Linked DNA regions of Sus scrofa: region 2 is linked to region 1. A link is a contact called in public HiChIP or PLAC-seq data. All regions are on one chromosome and are shown on one strand. Each heading gives the region's core, a stretch centred on a gene start, on an enhancer-like site or on the middle of the called end of the contact. The rest is flanking DNA. Distances are from core to core; before and after follow the strand shown.

Evidence for each region. HiChIP or PLAC-seq counts read pairs in DNA pulled down with a chosen protein or histone mark.
Region 2: a contact with region 1 is called in an H3K27ac HiChIP or PLAC-seq map of alveolar macrophages. The contact joins two enhancer-like sites. A contact is called at or near these places in 1 of 47 Hi-C or Micro-C datasets (epiblast stem cells) and 1 of 2 datasets of contacts at active chromatin or transcription factors (alveolar macrophages).

What each region holds. Positions count from the first base shown.
Region 1 is chr9:131,442,560-131,446,706 of Sscrofa11.1, forward strand. All of the region lies in intron 3 of LPGAT1 (acyl-CoA:lysophosphatidylglycerol acyltransferase 1), which reads left to right. Among named protein-coding and RNA genes, the nearest start is that of LPGAT1, 61 kb to the left of the region's middle. Within about 2 kb of position 1,807, at least 9 of the 83 cell types and tissues checked have an H3K27ac peak or open chromatin away from gene starts, as enhancers often do. A contact at or near this core is called in alveolar macrophages, where this site is marked.
Region 2 is chr9:131,508,101-131,512,247 of Sscrofa11.1, forward strand. No RefSeq gene overlaps it. Among named protein-coding and RNA genes, the nearest start is that of NEK2, 37 kb to the right of the region's middle. Within about 2 kb of position 1,926, at least 17 of the 83 cell types and tissues checked have an H3K27ac peak or open chromatin away from gene starts, as enhancers often do. A contact at or near this core is called in alveolar macrophages, where this site is marked.

The DNA of each region.
Region 1 (4,147 bases), core at 557-3,056:
TCCTGTTTACTCTCTCAGGAAAACAGGACCTTAGTTGCAGAAGTATCTTATGTGATTGATCAGCCAGGTGCTTATTGATTGCCTGCTGCCAGTTAGCATCAATAAGTACTTGTATAATACTGTATTAGAGAGTGCGATTTAGATTAATTTCTGCCAAAAGAATTTTTGACATAGTTTCTACTTTGATGGATGATTTGGGGGATAGTTGAGTTTACTATGAACTGTGTGTCCAAAATGCTCCTGCGAAGTTTTCTGAAAAATGGAGATCGGTATGCTCATTTTCCCCTAATGTGATGGTTCCATTTTTTAAAGTTAATTGAGGTCTCTGCAGAGAAGGAAATTAACTGGAAGCTAAATTTATGTTGTAGAATAAAGTATAGGTTACTTGGATATGGAACAAGGGTGTCATTTTAAATGAGTCTTAGGTTGTTTTATACGAGTAGGATACAATTAGCTTTAATATATGAGAGACTGAAATTTTAAAGCTCATTTTAAAGCTGAAATAATCATTTAAAGGTGTTTTAAGCCTCAGAGACTTACATACAGATGTTGTGTTTTTAACAAATGGTAGATATTGCTAAGTAAGTGTGATATTGGAGATAGCATGATATATTAGAAAAAACATTGACTTTTGAGTTAGTATGAGTTTGAGTCCCACCACTGCACATTTCTAGCTGTATAACTTTGAGCCGATTACTTAGCTTCTCTGAGCCTCAGTTTGACCATCTTTAAAAATGGAGGTTGTGGAGTTCCGGTCGTGGCGCAGTGGTTAACGAATCCAACTAGGAACCATGAGGTTGCGGGTTCAGTCCCTGCCCTTGCTCAGTGGGTTAACGATCCGGCGTTGCCGTGAGCTGTGGTGTAGGTTGCAGACGCGGCTCGGATCCCGCGTTGCTGTGGCTCTGGCGTAGGCTGGCGGCTACAGCTCCGATGGGACCCCTAGCCTGGGAACCTCTATATGCCGCGGGAGCGGCCCAAAGAAATAGCAAAAAGACAAAAAAAAAAAAAAAAAAAAATGGAGGTTGTGATACTTATCTTTTATGAAGCATGTTTGGTATTCTATACATAATAATATTATTATTAGCAGTAGTAGTAATATATGAATGCCTAGGAAAACAATTATGTTAACCTTTTGGGGAAAGGTATGTCTACACGAATAAAAACTTTCTAATGGAATAGTTTTAGAAATACATTTGAGGATACTGAAACTTAGCCATAGCCTAACTAAACTATTAACTGAATATTATGTTTATAAACTATGAAATGCTTCAAAGCAAATTACGTTTAACTGTCTTCTAATTCATTCAGTCACCTGTTCTAATACCAGATATTTGAGTGCCTTCTCTGTCAGGCACCGTGCTGGTGGAGGAGATAAAATGATGACAAACAAACCAGAACAGCTCCTGTTCTTCTGCAGTTGACTTTTTCACGTGGGGACAGGAGGAGTCATGTGATAACCATGCAGTCACAACTTGAAAAGGGCTGCAAAGAACAGTATAGGGGCTGTGAGAGTAATTAACAGAGCTTTTTCTGGAGATGATGGAGTCGCAGAGGAGTGGCCTCCTTGAGAAAGTGACATTGAGACTGAGACCTCGAGCATGAATGAATCAGGTGATGCTGGGGGAGGGGCAGCATGTGCAGAAGATGAAAAGAGTTTGTCGCTTATGAGGAACCGAGGGAAGGCCAGATGGGCTGCAGCACCGAGTGAATGAGGAGAGGAGTAGAGGTGGTGACAGTGGAGGGGGTGGGGTGATGAGGCCAAAACCACTGAGGCTTTGACATGCTTCCTAAGGATTTTGAAATTCCTTTATCTTGAAAGGAAACAACGCAAGGAATTTAAGCAAGGAAATGATGAAATCTGACTCATATCTGTGATTGTATACTCTGCCTGCACTGTAGAAATGGATTAGAGAGAAGTGAGAGTGTGCAGGCTGTACTTTCTTCTTATCCAGGTGAGGTGATAGTTGCTTGGTCTAGGGCTGATGGCAGTGGAGATGGAAAGAACTGAATTAATTGCAGAGTTTTGTAGGAGGAAGCCTGTCAGGACTTGTCGAGGGATGGGACACAGAGGATGCGATACGTGGGCAGGTGACAGGGGGTGGGGGGTGGGGGGATGGCCATAAGTTTTCTGGTGTGAGACGCTGGGTGGATTGAGAAGCCCAGAGAAGGAGCAGTGTTGAGAGGAAAGATGAAAACTGAGCATAGGCCAAGTGAGAAGCTTCTAAGGGAGGCTCTGATATCATCTTCAGCTTCCACAATCTAAAGTCCTTTTCCTGGAGGCTGAGAATCTCCTCATCACTTAGCTGATTTTCTGGGGTTTTTTCTTTTTCCCTCCTCTGAGTTATAGCTCTCTGTCTTTTCATTTGTATAGGTTTTTGGTGTGGTGACCATTTTACAGATAACAGAGTTGTAGCCTCTCTTAGTTCTGGTGTCTGCCCCCCTTGTGGCTGAAGTTGGTACAGGGGCTTGCTGTAGGCTTCCTTGTGGGAGGGCCTGATGCCTGCTCACTGGAAGGCGGAGCTGATTCCCGTCCCTCTTGTGGGTGGGCTCTGTCTCCGGAGGGGATTAGAGGCAGCTGTGTGCCTGGGGGCTCTTTAGGCAGCCTGTTTACTGATGGGGCTGTGATCCCACCTGGATTGTTGTTTGCCCTGGGGCTTCTCAGCGCTGATGGGTGGGGCCAGATTTTCCCCAAATGGCCACCTCCAAAGAGGCAGCTGCTGAATATTCTCGAGAGCTTTGCTTCCAATGTCCCTGCCCCACGACAAGCCACGTTCACCCCTGTTTTCCCAGGAGGGCCTCCAAGAACTGCAGTCAGGTTTGACCCAGATTCCTATAGAGACTATGCTTTGCCCTGGGACCCAGTGCACGTGAAAGTCTGTGCACCTTTTAAGAATGGGGTCTCCGTTTCCCCCAGTCCCGTGGAGCTCCTGCGCACAAGCCCCACTGGCCTTCAATGCCAGATGCTCCGGGGGCTCTTTCTCCCAGTGCCAGATCCCCGCACGTGAGAGTTTGATGTGGGGCTCAGAACTCTCCTGTAGGTGAGTCTTTGTGAACCAGTTACTTTCCAGTCTGTGGGGCTCCCCACCCGGGGGTGTGGGGTTGCTTATAGCATGTGATCACCCTCCTGCCTCTTGAGGAGTCTTTGTCTTCTGGAGGAGGATATCTTTTTGAAGGTTTCCGGTCCTTTTGGTTGAAGTTTGCTCAGCATTTAGTTGTAAATTTTGTTGTTTTTAGGAGAGATGTTGAGCTCCAAAATCAAGTGTTTTTAAAAAAGCCTAAGTGAGACTCTGAAGTAGGCATGGATAGGCTGTCTAGAACTGAGCAGAGAAACATGAGCTAGAAAGGTAAATGGGAAAATTACCAACAGTGTTTAAAGCCAAGAAGACAGATGCAATCCCCTGGGCGGATTCTAAGTACTGAGTGATGAGAGGCGCGGGGCCAGACTCTGAGGAGGGGTCAGCCTGGGAAGGAGCAGCCCAAGGAGAGGAAGGCATCCCGGCCCTGCACGTGTGTGTCCCCGAAATGAGCCGGTTCCAAGGCAGGGGCGCGACGGGAGAGCTGCTGAGAGTTCCCTTCTGGTCCGATGAGAACTGATTTATCCTTCCGTTGATTTGGCAAGAGCAGCTTCGTTGACGTGGTGGAAGTGGAAGCCAGATGAGAGTGGATTGGAGATGAATGATGAATGGAGCAGACGGAAGGGAAGCACGAGCGGGTGACTTTCCGGAGACATGGCTCTGAAGGAAGAGAGGGTGATAGTCACTGGAGAGAAAGTGGGTCCAGGGAAGGCTTTCGAATTTATTTTTAAGATTTAAAAGTCTAGCTTTCAGCCTACTGGGAGTTGTACCTGAGGAAAGCAGGGTCCCTTACTGACTCGGCTCAGGGATTGAGGAAACCATTGCAAGTGAGGGTGGAAGGAGAGAAGGCTTATCAGGGCTCGAGGATACAGAGGACACGGGAGGCACTGAAACGCTGGCTCTGGCGACAGAGCTCGGCAGCAGGGCAGAGCTGCCACAATTTGATCCTGTCCCAAACTCTCGTTTAGTGAAGCCTCCACTTTCTCATTGATATTCCTTCTGTCCCTAAAATCTGTTTTTCAGTTTCTTTGAAAAATTTCTGCCTCCTTAATATAAGCCTGTGCTATCCTTTC
Region 2 (4,147 bases), core at 676-3,175, 66 kb after region 1:
AAATTCCAGGTGTGAAACTGGCAATAGGTAATAAATTCATAAACACCTCTTAGTGCCCAAGCAACCCTTGGTCATGGTGGCCTCTGGGTCCCAGGGCTTGTCCCAGTAGGAGCCTGCAGATAGGCAGCACAACCTCGGACCTGGCCCATGACCTTGAATCTCAGTGTGTTTGACAAGTTTCTTACCCTCTCAACCTCATTCTCATGTGTTAGACGGGAAATTTTCAGAGGTCTCTTCTGTGTTAAGTGAGCTTGTGTATGTGCAGTTCACTATAGGTCATGCTCAGTAGGAGAGGCTGTTTTATCCCACTCCAACTAGAATTAATAGAGGATGTAAATGATTCCCACCCCAGCTCTGCCTAAGGTCCATCTAAGCTCTTTGGTTCATAAGCATCGTGTCTCTATGGCATAGGCTCTAATGCCCACCGTCTCATTTTCCAGAGCCCTGGATCCTTCGGCCCAGGTAAACTGAAATGCAGTCAGCATAGCTAAGCTCCTAACCTCACCTAGTCAGACTATATCTGATTATCTAAGGCTCCAGACGGCAACAGGAAAAAGCTTTGTGGTTGGAGAGCCAATTAGAAAGGTGAGGAGACTAGGACATAAAGAGGAAATAGAACCTGCCAGACAGAAGACATTACAGAGTCTTCATAGGGACCTATTTTTGTTCTGAGACATGATGTCACTTGTGGTGAAGACCTTGAACTAATTATCAAAATGGAGGGAAATATAATTTCTAGCGGTTGGAAGCTGTGCACCAGTCCACAGCTCTCTATGTATAATTCAAATGGTCCTAAGTGCAAAGCCTGCGTGGAAGGCATCCTAGCAACTTAGGAAACCACACTAATTTTGAAAACCTTCTCCCTTCCAGCTGCAGAAGGCTCTGAGGTTTGAGATTTCATTTTCCAGGAAGCGCCGAGTATTCAATTCTTAGGAATCTGGGTGCCAGCAGGAAGTGGGCGGATTAGAATCAAATGTGTGCCTATGGTGATGAGGTTAAGTACAGGGGGACTTTCACGGAACTGGAATGGCAGGTGTGGGGCTGAGGCTCAGCTCTGCTGAGGGTGGGTGTAGAGAGGCGATAAAAGGCGACATTTCCAAGCCCCATCTGGCCCTGAGAGCCCTTGATTTCCCAGCCTGATGGCCAGCGGGCTGTCCAGGCCACCCCTCCCAGAACCTCTTCAGAGCATGGACAACAGAAGGTGGCAACCCCACCACCTGGAGAGAAAGACAGGATGAAGGGCAAAGATGAGAGTGTGCAGGTCTCGCAGAGGAGATCTGGAGATACTTAGAGGCCACCCTCCAGTGATGACTCGTGGACGTGCACCTGTGCCTGCTCCAGTGTGACAACGTTGGGAGAATGCCCGCACTGGCTTCTAACGGCGAGAACCTGGCTTTGGTTTCCTAAAGAACGGCTGAGAGGAGTTCCCGTCGTGGCGCAGTGGTTAACGAATCCGACTAGGAACCATGAGGTTGCGGGTTCGGTCCCTGCCCTTGCTCAGTGGGTTAAGGATCTGGCGTTGCCGTGAGCTGTGGTGTAGGTTGCAGACGCGGCTCGGATCCCGCGTTGCTGTGGCTCTGGTGTAGGCCGGTGGCTACAGCTCCGATTGGACCCCTAGCCTGGGAATCTCCATATGCCGCGGGAGAGGCCCAAGACCAAGAAATAGCAAAAAGACCAAAAAAAAAAAAAAAAACAAACGGCTGAGAAAGGCAAGAGACTGAATGAGTTAATGAATATGGCATTTATAAAGCTTCTCCGTGGAGGCAAAGACATGGAATCCTGCAGAATCTCGTTCCACTGTGGATGAGGAATAGTCACTGAAGCAAGCTGGAGTCCTGCCGGGTGGGCAAACGGGTGTGTCTGACTCAGACCGACGTCACCCTTTATTGAAAGAGGAAGAGGAGCAGGGACAGGAGGGCCACCTCTCCAGCCCCGCTGGGCCTCCTGTCTCACCAGAGGGGAGCCTTCTAGCCCTGAGAGGCCAGCCCAAGCGGAGGCCCCTGGGGGTTTTCGTTTGAAGGGTATTTATGGATGGGGCGGGGGGCGGGGAGGAGGAGCTGCGTGGGCGCAGAACACAGCTGCGAAGACCCTGAAAACCCGGCGCAAGAAGGAAATGAGTACAGGCTTCTTCTTTGCTCTAAGCTGGGGAAGCAGGAGAGCCCGAGGTCTGCTGAGTAAGCAGGAAGCAACAAGGGTGGCCTTCAAAGAGCTCCTGCCACGCGTCCAGCCCCAGACATCCGGGTGGTGCGGGGCGCCCTTGCCAGCAGAGCCGTGCTGTGAGGCTACTGGCCTTGCCCCCTGGGGGCTCCAGCTCCTCCTGTCAGCCCTGCACCCCACCTGGCTGACAGCAAGCCCAGGCCAGCCCTTCCTGCCCGCGCAGGTCCCGGGACCCCCCCTCTCAGATGGTCCCTTGCCCGTCCCCCTCCCCCAGGGCTGCCCTTCGCATCCAAGGGCAGTGGTGCGGGGCTCAGGATTTCCTTGCTGGACAGATTTTCCCAGTCCGAGATGGCATGAAACCAGGTGGTTCTAGAAGCTTCTGCTTCTGTCCTTGACTGGCACTTGTAAGAGCTCTACCCTCTTTCCTTGTATGATTGACTCTTTGGCTGTTGGAGGTGGTTGTGTTTTTGTTCTGTTGTCAAATTTCTGTGTTATTTCTTGGGCACAAGTAGAGGGAGTTTCTGTGATCCTGCTTTTTTTTTTTTTTTTTTTTTTTTTGTCTTTTTGCTATTTCTTTGGGCCGCTCCCGCGGCATATGGAGGTTCCCAGGCTAGGGGTTGAATCGGAGCTGTAGCCACCGGCCTACGCCAGAGCCACAGCAACGCGGGATCCGAGCCGCGTCTGCAACCTACACCACAGCTCACGGCAACGCCGGATCCTTAACCCACTGAGCAAGGGCAGGGATCGAACCGCAACCTCATGGTTCCTAGTCGGATTCGTTAACCACTGCGCCACGACGGGAACTCCTGTGATCCTGCTTAATTCCACCCTCTTTAAACAGAAAATCTAATACTTCAGTTTCAGTTTTGGTTTTTGGCCACACTCGTGACACAGAGAAGTTCCCAGGCCAGAGGATGAACCCATGCCACAGTAGCCACCTGAGCCACAATAGTGACAACATGTACAGGAAACTCCCAAGTTTCAGTTTTTAGAAGTTTCAGTTCATTAAAAGTCTGCTTGGCTCCTGCCGTTTTTATGACGGTGATTCAAAGTAAAAGCACATCTGGGAAAACAGGCATTATATTCCCTTCAGCCCAGGGAGAAAAATAACTTAGTACTACAAAGAATTAAGGAGTTGTTTTCTTCTCTCTTGATAGGCTGAAAGACTTCCTAGATGAAGAGAGATTTCATTTGCTGACAGAAAGAAAGGAAAGGCTAAGTCAGCAGGAGTTCCCGCCGTGGCTCAGCGGAAATGCATCTGACTGGCATCCATGAGGACGCAGGTTTGATCCCTGGCCTTGCTCGGTGGGTTAAGGATCCAGCTTTGCCATGAGCTGTGGTGCAGGTCACAGACGTGGCTCAGATCTGGTGTTGCTGTGGCTGTGGTGTAGGCCGGCAGCTACAGCTCCAATTCATCCCCTGGTCTGGGGACTTCCATATGCTGCAGGTGTGGTCCTTGAAAAAAAGAAAGAAAGAAAGGAAAAGAAAAGAAAGAAAGGCAAAGTGAGAAAAGGCTATTAATCTGAAAGTTACAATTTCTACTCCTAAGAAAACACCTGTCACATCAGAGGGTTGGTGAGAAGCCATTGAGATAATCCTGCAAAGGTTTGGAGAACTTTAAAACACGCCAGGGCCGTGAGGGGCAGTTACATTTAGAATCAACAATGAAACGGGCCCTTTCTTGCCACTAGAAAAATTCACAAAGAGGCTTGGGTGAGCCTGTGCCAGGGGTGCCGGGCAGGCAGTCACAACTCTGGGTGGGGGTGTGGGGGGGTGGACCAGCTGGCCCCGAAAGCCTGTCCCCCCCGCCTCCCCAGGAGCCATTGTCAGTCACAGGGGCTGTGATAAAAGGTCTCACTGTGCCCACAGTCTGCTCTGCTCAGGGGAGGGGAGAAACAATGAGCCTGGCTTGGCCAGAGGACAGAGGTTTTTGCCCCCATCATCCGCAGAGGCCCCTCCCCAGGAGTCAAGCTACCCAGCAGGACCAGTT